Regions from separate parts of the Anas platyrhynchos genome. Here region 1 is linked to region 2. A link is a contact called in public Hi-C data. All regions are on one chromosome and are shown on one strand. The core of a region is the stretch at or near the end of the contact, and the rest is flanking DNA. Distances in the headings are between cores, read along the strand shown. Region 1 holds the start of CALM1 (calmodulin 1). Region 2 overlaps LOC140002581 (a long non-coding RNA gene).

Region 1 (6,080 bases), core at 2,562-5,061, 110 kb before region 2:
TAATATATGCCAGTGGGAATGAGGCAAATTATGAACATATAAAATATTGGGGAGTCCCGACCCCCCCCTCCCTTCAGAAAAGGGACAGGAACATATATGTTCCCATTGAAAAATGCTACCAGGCCTGGAAACTTAAATGTTAAGATTAAAGCAATTTTTATTTTTACTTCTTGCATAAATGTGGTCAAATTCAACTCTGTTCTAGCTTTTTATTTCAATGGAGTTCCACCCACTTATTTGCAATCTTAGTGAAGCTCATGGAGTATTTTTATAAGGATACTGGCTCAGTGTTTCACAGCTGCCAATGGCATTTGGAAACATTAATTTTGTGGAAAATGGTCTCCCAAAGAAACGTTGACAATATGAGCAGAATTTTAGAGAGGATACAAAAACTCTTCTCTGATACACCAACAGAATTCCAATTAACTTGAAAAGGAATACAACAAATTCAACGCCAGTTTAGGTAGCTTAAACCTATAACTGGCAATGTTTTATCAGTAAAAAATAATTTTGAATTTGTTCTAGACGCACACATATATGCACAGGCTCTTATATACTTGATTTTGAGTTCTAATATTTAAAAATTATTATATTCTGGTTATCTATCCTTATCGCCATAATAGCAGCCTCCCAGCTGAGCATTACATCCAATCTCAAACTTGGGTCTGTTCTCACATCCTTTTTCCAGGGCAGATGCCTGTGAATTGCTTTTATTTTGATTTTTGTTAAATTATGCATGTATGAGAAAACAACAATTATATGCGTGAACCCACTTTCTTCAGTACATATATTAACTAACCAAGGCTGAAAAACACACCTTACATGTAAGTGGTAAGGTTTATTATGAGTTCCTAATAAAATTCTTTCTAAAAAATACAATTTTTAAGATTGTATTAAGACTAATATCTGAGGTATAATACTTGGTAGAATGGTTGCAAGTCTTTGACTGGGCCTAATACATTTGTAAACTAATCCTTTGTTAATATTACAGCTTAAACACAAGTTGACAAAAACATGCTTAGTGATACAGAGTAAATTAGTTTAGAACAGTAAACCTTAACCAGACAGAAACACTTGGTTAGAAATTTATCTTAATAGCTATTGCATAGCCCTCTGTTCACAGAAAAACTCGGTAGCAATGGGGTGGCCAACTTGTACGGTGTTAGGCACAACTACCGAGTAATTCCATGGCCGAGTCCAGCTCCCACTGAGATCCAGGAGATTTTGAATGAGACATTGTATAAGTACCTGGCAAATCCTTTGACACTGTATGTCATTGGACTGACAGGGGCATTTCTTGCCTGCCCACAACTGAATGTAAATTTTAAGTGAACAAAGAATACCGATCAAACTCGAGCTGTACAACTGAGTGAAAGCGAGCTTACAAGGAGCAGGCAGATGTCAGTTTAGATGAGGTTTTCCACACTAAATAAGCAGAAAAACCTTAGTGTTCCATTTTGTTTACATTTATCATTACCATATGTCAAATCAGGAAAAAAAAATCCCCTTAGTCAGAATGTTATTTTGGAGTAGTAGCTGTGAAATACTTTCAAATCCAGAATGACGCAATTCAACAGAAACTACTGCAGAACCTATCTGTGGTATCTCATTTGGTCATCTTGAAATTTTTCTGAAATAAAGTGAGACTATATTGCAAGATACTCAAAAAGTAATTTTATTTTAAAGTTTTGTTTATATAAAAATGATTTATTAGTGTAAACCATTAAGAGTTAGCAATAGTAGTCACACACACCCACCAGAACAACAATTAAAAGAAAGAAATAGGAAAAAATATATAGCAATCCTTCTACTCAAGGTCCCGTTAAGCTTTGGCAACCGTCATTGCGTGTGACTTCATTGAATGTAGCTTTTTACCTCACGTTTCCAAGTTTCTTCACATATATACAAACATTGTAATGTTGGTATTTTGTAAAAGAATCTCCATGAAGTTTAATTACGTGTCTCTTAGTCTCTCCTCAACAGATACAATCTAATCCCCTCACTTTTTAACGAGTGAAGGCTTTGTATCAATGGAATAATGTACTACATGTACTGGAAAATAAGCACCCACGTTCTAAATTGTCGCATTGAAGTGTTGGTGAGATTATTCTCCTGGTAATACCTCCAGCCTTCCACATTAGCAACATTTTGGCCAAAGACCATGAGATTGCATTAGCTATTTATCTTTGTGAGATAACTGTATAAATTTGTTAGCCCAATATTTGTATAGAGCTCTCATTTCAATAATGAGATCTTCACTTGTGTGAGGCCAGCGCAATGAAGTGAATGATTTGCACATGAACATTCTTCAGACGTCCCCGTGAGACTCAGGGAGTTCCAAGATTCACTTATCCAAGCAAAAGCTCTTGTAGCCCACATCAATCAAGCATTGTGTCATGTTTTCTGGAAAGAAATTAAGCTGGGAAAATAAGAGCTTAAAATTGTTGGTCTGGTTTGAAAACAAAAGATCGATTTGCATGTTCTTCTATGTAAAAAATAAAGAAATCCAGCCTTACTGCTTTGTATTTAAATATATATGCGTTTAATATAGGAGGCGAGGCATTCTGCATCTAAAATGGAAGGTATCCATAAACCTATCATTTGCAGACCAGCCAGCTGCAAATCGATTTTCTGACACCATTTCAGACAGTACTTCTTACACAAATGTTACAACAGTTTTGGGGCCCAACTCTGACATGTGGAATATGCTGTAGCTCGCTATGAGAAGTATTTCTAGATTGGAAATAGATGATAGCTGTGTTTGCCAACCTATCTTTGTGTTCCAGAAAGGCAAGCAAATGGATTGTAACTTCAATGGTTAAATAAACAGAACCTAACCCATTTGGCCTTTATTTCAAAGGCCGAAAGTATGCAAAATTTTTCAGAACTGGAAGAATAGAAAAATGCATTTTAGAAGATTTAGTGCTACATTGCAGTAAGATCATCAGAATTACGACCACAACGGAAATACCGCCAACCTTCCAGTCCGGAGAGGCCCAAATTACAACCTTAACTAAAAATACCACGAGCTACAAGGAAGCTCAGCATCTAAGGGTTCCTGTCACAGACGGATGCAAGATTCTTGCTGCTAGTGTAGGTGCATGTTTGTACGCTCCTGTACCTGTCAAAAAGGTACGACGTGAGCGCTACGGTATTTACCTGGGTCATCATCAGCTGGTGGCCCGAATCCCCAAAGCCTGGGAGGCAGAGGAGGATGGGAGGAGGCAGACCAGGCCTGCTGCCCCTCGCTGTGCTGCCAAGGGGCCCAAGTGACACGTCAGTTGCCTGGTTCTGGATGGGTTGTACCGAGCGCTGGGTTTTGGCGCTTGACAAAAACCCTAAAGATTGAAGATTAAAGGTGCTCGCTTCAGAGCTGCACAACACTTCTCCAGCCTATTCCGTGCCCCCCTGCTCGCCCAGGTTTCCCCCAAAAAACACGCTTGGGCAACGCACCCCCGGCACCCAGCTGCTGCCCCCGGGGATGGGGAAATCGGGGAAAAAATAAGAAAAACGGGGAAGAAAGGGGAAAAAACAGGGGAAAAACGTCCCCGAGCCGCCGGGACCCCCGGGGGGCGCCGGGCAGGGAAGGGGGCTCGGGGTCCGCGGGCTGCCCGCAGCACGGCCCCCGGGGCCGCTCTTACCTCGGGGGCACGAGGGGTGCGGGGCCGGGATGGGGCGGGGGGGGGGGCTGTGGGGGCGCCCCCTCCGCGCCCCGTCTCCCGCAGCGGGCGGGCGGGGAGGGGCGGGGAGGGGCGGGCGGCGGAGGGGGCAGGGCCGCTCGCCGCAGTCACCCTCACACGGAGCGCGCCGGGGAGGGGAGAAAAAGGCCCCGCTCCGGCGGAGGGATACAGCGCCATATATAGCGGCACGGCGCAGCCGCGCACCCCCAGCACTCCTCGCCGCCGCCGCGCCGGGCAGCAGCAGCAGCAGCAGCAGCAGGAGGAGCAGCAGCAGCAGCAGCGCAGGCAGCAGCCGCCGCTCGTGGTCGCGCAGTTCGTGCCGCCGCCGCGCCATGGTAGGTAGCGCGGCCGCCCGCAGCGCCGGGGGCTGGCTGAGGAGAGGGGCGGCCGAGCCGGGCTGTCCCCGGGGAGGGCTGCGGCGCGGGGGCGGCGGGAGGCCGCGGAGCTAATGCCGTGCCGGGCACCCCGTCCGTCCTCCCTCCCTTCCCTCCCTTCCCTTCCCCCCGTCCCTGCCCTGCTCCCTGCCGCCGCTTCCTTCTCCCCGCGGCGCCGCCCGCCCCGCCTCGCCCTCCGGAAAGGGCCGGGAGCCGCTCCCCGGGGCCGCGGCTCTGCCCCGCTGCGCCCCGGCCCCGGCCGCAGTGCGCACCGAGGGGGGGGGGGGGGGGAGAGACCGCGCTGCGGCTGCTGCGCCCTCAGCGCCCCCCCCCCCCCCCCCCATTCCTCCCCGGTACCGTCCCCAAAAACGCAGCCGGGCTGCCCGCATTACATCATGTCTCCTCCTCTTCCTCCCTGCCTCCCGCCGCCTGGCCCCCGGCCGCGGGGGTTGGGGGGGCAGCCGAGCCTCACTCCCACCCCCCCCATCCCCCCCGCCTCCCTTCCAGCCCCCGGGGGCAGGGGATGGGGGGGGATTGGGGCAGGGGATGGGGCATCGGGGCAGGGGGAGCCGCTGCCTTCCCCGCCCGGGGGAGGGAGGGAGGGGAAGGGGAGGGGAGGGGAAGGGAAGCGGGGCCGCAGTGCAGCACTGCCCGCCGGGCACGGCGCCTGTTGCGCCCCGCGCTGCCCGCCCGGCCCCAGCCCCGGGGGTGGCAGCCTGGGGCTGGGGGGCTTCGGGGGCAGCCCCCCGGCCGGGGGGGGGAGGGCTGGGGGTTATATTTTTTTATTATTATTATTTTTTTTTTTTTCTTTTTTTGAGGGGGGAGCGGGCTGCTCTCTCATCGTTTCCTGGCCATCTGGGTGTCGCTCCGTGCTGCCTCCCCGCCGGGGCAGGCTGGCACCGCCGGGACACGGCTCGGTGGCGGGGCAGGGCGGGGTGGCAGCCCCAGCCCCAGGCACCTTTGTCCCCCAGCACAGCGCTGGTGGCCGCCTGCAGCGAGCCGAGCCCCGAGGACAGCTCCGGCGCTGCCATTTCTTGGTGTGACGCCGGTTTTTGGAGGCATCCGGAGCCCCGAGACACGGGGCAGAAAGCTGGTGCTGCTGGGTGAGGGTTTTGCCGAGGTGTGGCTCCGTTTCCTGTTCTGCAGGGCATTTGGTCTGTTATGTAAATTGCTTAGATGATCTTTAAGGGAAGCCTCATCTTTGCTGGAAAATCGTGAAAAGAGTGGGAGGTCAAGCTGGATTTTTGAAGACGTTTTCTACAGTCTTTTAGCACGACTTAAGAAATGTGAATTTGGTTTTTAACTGCAAGCACTATTTTCTTACCCCCCCCCCCCCCCCCATACATGTGGGGAGCTGTTTAATCATTACACACAGACATAAAACACTAAATCTAAAGCTGGAGCCTAAATACTGATGATGTCTGTATGTCACTTAACACATCCAACAAGCTTCCAACCCTGTTGTTCACCTGTGCAGGGCTTGACAGATCATGTCGCCTGTTAATTCTCCATTGCATTTGTTGCCCTTTGCTGTAGTTACCTGGCTTTTATGTTTGAGATTAATGGTATTTTAGGACAAAAGGGTTGCGAGATGCCTGCTTGCTTTGACCAACAGCATATTTTTTTTGTATTGGTAAAAGCTTTTCAAAAAAGGGAGTCTTATAGGAGCTGGTATTCTATGTTATCAAATATCCATGTCTGGATAACTAAAATTCAATTTTAGGCTTGTTTTGTTGTTAATGATGAGAGAAATACATGATTTTTGTGAAGAACCAGCTATCTTAGCCCAGTCAATGGAGGCTCTTGCGATGCCCTATCCGTACAGAAAGGGGAGATTTCTGGAAGGATGCGGTCAGCACAGCTGAGCTCTGGAGGAGCGCGTTGAGGTGCCCGCTGCGCAGTGCACCTCTGGCTGCAGCCTCCTGGTGTGCAGAAGGTCACAGGCGAGCGCTTTAAATCCTGGTGTTAGAAGGATGTGCTCTGTGGTTTGTGCCTCGGTGGGAGGCATCTTAAGGTGCTGGGCTGA
Region 2 (6,365 bases), core at 1,643-4,142:
GCTCTGAATTGGCCAACAACGTCTGGAAAAGCTTCTGTGTCCCTTGACTGGCTGGAGAAAAAACTGTGCTTGATTTTGGCAAATATCCCAGCTCTCTGCAAAGCGCAGAATGCTACTCTCCTTTTTGACCTCATTGCTGTTGGACTCTTATGCCAGCCAGAGTTTAGGAGCTTTCCGTTTATTGCAACAAACTGAAAATGGCTGGCAGCTAAGTTTAACAGATGCAGGAATAAGGTGATTTATTCTTTCTCCAGAAAGGCACAAAAGTGAGGCATTGTTCAGCCAAGCACTGACCAGAAAAGGTACGAAGCAGAGCAGATTTCATCAGCTCCAGCCCACAGAAACTACCCTTCCTAGGAGGAAAAACATCATTCTGTACCACATAATTCTTCTTTCTGCTCTGCAGGTCAAGAGACCTGTCTGCAAAGTGCCTTGTACCCACTGGAGTGCTGTAGGAACTGTCAGTAATAACACGCCACCTAATTTGCTCTTCCAGGGAACTCTCTTCCCTCAGTTTGAAGCACTGGAGTTAGTCATCATTAATTTATTAGCCCACTCTCCCATGACGTAGTATGCAAGTACATTTTTAACTACCATTGTAGTACTTCATGGCATTTCTGCCATCGAAAGGCAGAGGAGCAACATCTGTCTTGTAGGGAAGTGCAAGTGTGGGTGCCCATCTTCTAGCATGGCCTTGTAGCTGATGGAGATTGATGTGCCAAGACATTCTGCAGTTATTCATGAGCAAAATTTGCCCAGTTTCTACCTACCTCTTGCCTGTGTCCTGAGAAGTGTGAAAATGTGACTACCTTGCTCCCAGCCCAAAGGGGTGAATCACAGCTCCACCTTCTTGCAGGGAGACTCACCCAGAGCTGGTCACTCATCACCAACAGCACGTCCATGAAGCAGGACGGCCTCTTTGCTCCACCTCCTAGCAGCCCCCAGGCTTCGAGCAGGTGCAGTCCCTGCCTTGTTTCTGGCCTAGCCAGAAACCTGCTGAGGGCAATCCAAAGTATGGGTGCTCCAAATTAGGCAGGCCTTTCACTATATTCTATGGGGGTGTTGGATTATACAGGTCACAAGCCTACACCTAAATAAAATGGAGAAACTTTTTCACATCAGAATGACTATCTACTTTGTTTGATGTAGACACCCCTTTATTATCCCTCAGCACTTGATCCTAGATGTATTTATCCACTTAGATATACATGATATACAGGCTTTTTTTTCTTTTTTTAATTTAAATTTGATTTTGAGAAGGAACGAGATGAGCTCCAAGTAACAGAATGTGATAGCTCTGGAATATTACACAGCATTAATCTCAGAAGTGAGTGGGAGCAAGACACTGAGGAATGCACAGCCTGAGAAAACTGGGGAGGCTCAGTAAGTAGCAGGAGGAGATAAAAGCAGACAGCTTGGGAAGATATTTGGAAAAGAAATATTGGTATAAAGAAGACAGACAGGAGAGAGACAACCCAGGCCACTTCCCGGGCAGACCTTTCAGTGAGTGCCTGCAGCTCTGTGCTGCTGGATGTGGAATTGTTTTATGGGTTTCTCTTGTTTCCAGGGTCTTGGAAAACTATTGTCTAGTGCATGACCTCACAGGAAGTGCAACTGTTCAACATAGTGAGAACATCCAAGAAAAAAAAAAAAAAAAAAAAAAAAGAAGAAGAAAGAAAAGCAAATGATTAAATATGGTGGTTGGTTTTTCCTATTTTTAGCTTTTCCGTGAGTTATCTGGAGATGCTTGCAACTTATTTTGGAGATTTAGGAAGCAGAGGGTTTTACCAGCTATTTCAGCATAAATACATGTATATATATATACACATTATATATATTTATGCTGTTTTTTTTTTTTTTGTGACAGATAATGAGCTGCAAAAGATACCTACAGAGGCAGCATCATTAAGGGAGATGATTGTTTTTAGACAGTTGCATCAAAGATTTCGTAAGTAAAAGCTAAAGTAATTGTTTCCCCAATGTTAAAGAGAGACACATGGAGTGAAGGACAGAGAGCACACTTGGTTCTGTGGTGAGGGGTCATGGGCTGTAAAGAGGCTCAGAAATTAAGGAATTGGGCTGCAGCTGCTTATGTGGTTTGCATTTCCAGTTCCTCCCATAAGAAACTCCATGGCTGCACTCTATCATTTGCAAGGATCACTGTAGATCTGGCAGGGCCTTGCCAGCAGGATTCCTGTCTCTGAGGGTTTGCCTGTATACAGCCTGTGGCTGTCTTTAGTCTCTCCTCTGTGCCTTGTTGTGCAGACATGAAGAACTCAATTTTGATTTCCTCTGAAACACTTTGTCTCACTGACTTCTACTCAGTTGCTCCTGTTGGATAGCTAAAGCAGTTCTTAACTAAACTGCATCTACATCTGATGTATACAGGCTCCCTCTTTCTTCTAACTGCATTTAATGCTAAGGGCTTGTTAGCTCCCCAGAATATTTTATTTTTCCTGTTCAGAACAGGAAATTGACCCAGGTACCATTCATTTGCAGTAGCAGTATTTTTGCTGAGTGTCAGTGAGAGGCAGGTCCAGCAACATCAGGGTCCTGGAGGTAAAGTCGTGCCAAAATGTCATAGCTGAGGGATTTGCATTGCATTTAGCCAGGAGGTTATTGTTTGCCTGTGCTCAGACTCTAATTGCTGACGAGAATATGTGCATGTAACACATCTTGTTTCTAATCATGTAAACAAGTATTTTCCTGGCCTTGGAACTGGCAGCCAAAATGTGATTAAAATTCAGTGAGTTTCCTCCTCTCCCTGGTAGTAAGCATTCCCACTGAGTCAATGAAGGCAGCTGCGCTGGCCAGGGCTGTGACCCAAGCTGTAGCCTGAACAATAAATTCTGCGAAGGAAGAAGGACAAACCTCTGGGAATTGCCTGCTTCCTTAGAAGATCTGAGGAGCCTGTTGCTTGGAGGACCTCACTGCGTCTCTTGAACAAGGAAAAGGCAGTGCTGCCCCACAATGGACGAAAGAGATGCGGTATCCTGAGGTATCTTTCAGCATCAGATATCCAGCTTCAGGGGAGGATAGGCTCAAAAGAGGCAGATATGTCTTTGCTGATCTTGTCTGCACCCACTTAAATCTGCGCTTCAGGGCTCCTGTTGATCACCTTCAAAGTCAAGGAGGAATTGCTCTGCTGACGGATGCAGACCTTGAATATGGGGATGTTTGTTTCTCTCACTATTTTTCCTGCCTTGCAGGAATACAAAAGACTGTGGCATCAGCAAGTGGTGGCACACAGGGAAGATGGGTTGTGTGCCCAGAAGTGCTGTCAGTGGAGCCTGCTAATACCTGGGGACTTTTAATGATGTGCAGAAGGAATTATATTTTTTCCAGCCTACTTTGATGGCAAACACTCTATAGTATTTTATTTTTTTTTCCTTTTTCTTCTTTCAGTAGTTTGGGAGGTTCTTTAACTTCCTGTGATCACCTGGAAATTGCTATGAACAAGTCCTATGCTGCCACAAAGGACCCGAATATTGGCAAGGCCCATGGGGCTCCCCTGCTCTCTTCCTGTGTGGAGTACAGTTTTTGACTATTGCCAGCCTCCTGTGAATTTGGGAAGTGAGGAATAGATGTCTCCACGTCCCCTTGCTGGTCTTTTAACTGGTTTCAGCCGGTTGAGGGGTCCAAGCTCATATCCTGGGTGGATGCTAATTTATTCAGGAGAGCTTGCTCCTTTGGCAGATGTTATGCATTTCACTACATCAGAGATTCAGCTGTCAGCAGAGAGGGCAACATGCATATTCAGGGTCTCCTTTAATGTCAGCCATAGCAGAAAGTGCCTGCCACTCAGCAGTAACAGCTTGAAATGCTGTGGGGCTATCGGTGTGATGCTGTGCAAGTGGAGATCTCCCTTGTAGGCCTCTTGAATCTCACTCCATTTATTAGAAGGGGTGATTACTCAGATTTCTGTTCTGGGAGACTATTCACTAGCAAGCTAGACAGTGAATTTACAGTCCACTAGGTACAGCACGCTTGTACCCTACAGGGATAATGAAATGTAAGCCTTTCTTTTAAAAGTGTCTTAATGCACTTCTTGCAAGTTCCTTGCTCAGTGATTGCCAGTAAGCCTGTTCCCATGGCCAGCACACCACAGTGAGGACATGGTGAATTTAGTCTGGTTACTGTGCATTGGCTCCCTCAGGTAGTTATCTATGGACATGCAAAATTTTAGGTAATGGTCTGACTCACTTTCAAAGGAGGTTGTTAGCATCTTCTATCTTATCTGATAAAGCTTCTAGTTGGAGCTGAGATAACAGTGAATATATATGTAAGGGACCGAGTGCCCTGCTAATACCAGTGAAATAGGAGTTTGCATATGTGCAAGAAAGAGTTGATATAACTTAAGTATATTTGCAATTGGTTTTTATTTACTTAAGCTTCCTGTCTTGTAATTTCATCTTTACCAAGTCCTGGGATGCATCAAGCCTGTCATTGCTCGTCAGTTGAGGGAAGGGAAGGGATTGACCCACTGCTCTGCACTAGTGCGGCCTCACCTTGAGCACTGTGTACAGTTTTGGATGCCACCCATAAGAAGGACATAAAACTACTAGAGAGTGTCTAAAGGAGGGCAATTGAGATGATGAAAGGTCTGGAGGGCAAGACATACAAGGACAGGCTGAAGTCCCTTGGTTTGGGGACTCCCCAGGGCAGTGGTCACAGCCTAAAAGCCTGACAGAGTTCAAGAAGTGTTTTGACAACACTCCCATACATAGGGTCTGATTTTGGGGTGGTCCTGTGTGGAGCCAGGAGTTTGACTCAAAGATCCTTGCGGGTCCCTTCCAACTTGGGGAGGTCTATGATACTAGGAGCTGTTTGTTCCTGCCTCAGGTTATATTAATTTGTGGTTATTTTCTTCCTCGGGTCTAGGATGTTGAAGGGTTTCACTGTGTGACATTGGTTTCTGTAGGATACCAGCTAAGTACTGAGTTTTCAAGATGACCAGGCTTGCTTTTCCAAGGCAGGGGTTAGCCGGCAGCTAAGCCTTGCCAACCAGAAGGACATAGATATATTTTGTAGAACAACCTTTAAGGATAAGCATATGTACACCATGACACCCAGAAACATCTTCCATCTTCCATGACAGCAGGGTGAGCTCACATTAATCAGTATGTCTGGTACAGTGCCTCACGGCAGGCTTGCCGTGTGGCGTAGTTTTGCTATGCACCATTTTGCAGCTCTGATGGTAGAGAAGGTGTCCAACCTTCAGCCGTTGCACCAGCAAAAGGACTGTAAGAGTTTTGTTGCTAAGGGATGGATTCAGAATGAGTTTTTATTATGAACGCTGTGTGTCTATCTGACAGTGATCTGTACAGAGCAGTGACAGTCACAAGTCATCTCCAGCTGTGGCTAGCAGCAGGTTGTAATGCTCCAGCAGCTTGTCCACTTCTGGCTCTGGAGCAGGGAATTGGTGCCATTGCGAGAAGTGGCTGGCTTTGCAGGCACCTTGTTTTGGGGGCACAAGCAAGGCCTCTGCCAAGTATTTGCTGCCATTTCCACACTGGGTTGATGGTTGGGGATTATTGTTGGCCATACCCCATGTTCCTTTGTGAAACCTCTCAAGTATGTCTGCCCCAGGCAGATTGTGAACCTACAGGCTGACTGCGAACCTTCAGGCCATTTCTACATCTCACACAAGCTTGTCACAAAGTTTACAAAGCCTCACCCACTGCACCCGGAGGTTAATCTGGAGTTAACACAGGCACCAGAGGCACAACCCAGGTGAATGGACCAGGAACACCGATGAAATTTAGGTTGATCCTTCAAGAGAGCAATCTGTGTTTCCCGGTGTCAGCGGACTTGAAGCAGTGAAAACCCCTGAGCACCTCCTGGTCAGCTGGGAATTTCACGTCATATAAATCCAGCTCAGCATACAGCCAGAGGTGCACAGGTTAGGCTCATTAGACAACTACGTCCTACCCATAACAATTCAGCATTGCTTTGCTGCCCTCTCCTTGGGCTCAGTGTGCCCATGTGCTCTTGCCCAGCACGGGGCCCCAGCGCAGCACTAACACCACATCAACATGGCTGCCGCGCCCTCACTGGCCTACAGCAGCCCAAAGGTTAGAGCCTGTGCCCCCCAAATAGGATAGCACAAGTGTTGTCTAACCTAGATGGAGAGCATTTGGACCCATGGGTCCCACCACACAGGGGAGGGCAGTCAATTGACAGGGTAAGGATGGTAATTAAGGAGAACGCACTCCCTTTTTGAAGCTAGCTGTCCTGCAAGGAAGACAGGATTCATAAAGGCTGTATGGCACACAGAGTAAGGACCTCACCAGCGCTCTGTGAGTGAAGCTTGGAGAGGGCAAGGCCAGTGACTTGTTGAATAAATATACTTTTTTTTTTTTTTT

The links. A called contact is a pair of places that touch in the nucleus more often than the background predicts.
Region 1: a Hi-C map of subcutaneous adipose tissue shows a contact between it and region 2, with 2.5 times the contacts expected there. The contact joins the promoter of CALM1 here to the enhancer-like site in region 2. A contact is called at or near these places in 3 of 8 Hi-C or Micro-C datasets (liver, skeletal muscle and subcutaneous adipose tissue).

The regions. Positions count from the first base shown.
Region 1 is chr5:17,623,392-17,629,471 of IASCAAS_PekinDuck_T2T, reverse strand. It overlaps CALM1 (calmodulin 1), which reads left to right and starts at 3,811. Exons shown (of 6, transcript XM_027457858.3): 1 at 3,811-4,015. The coding sequence starts at 4,013.
Region 2 is chr5:17,507,783-17,514,147 of IASCAAS_PekinDuck_T2T, reverse strand. It overlaps LOC140002581 (a long non-coding RNA gene), which reads left to right. Exons shown (of 9, transcript XR_011809526.1): 5 at 1,868-1,948. Among named protein-coding and RNA genes, the nearest start is that of CALM1, 110 kb to the left of the region's middle. Within about 2 kb of position 2,892, at least 1 of the 8 cell types and tissues checked has an H3K27ac peak or open chromatin away from gene starts, as enhancers often do. A contact at or near this core is called in subcutaneous adipose tissue, where this site is marked.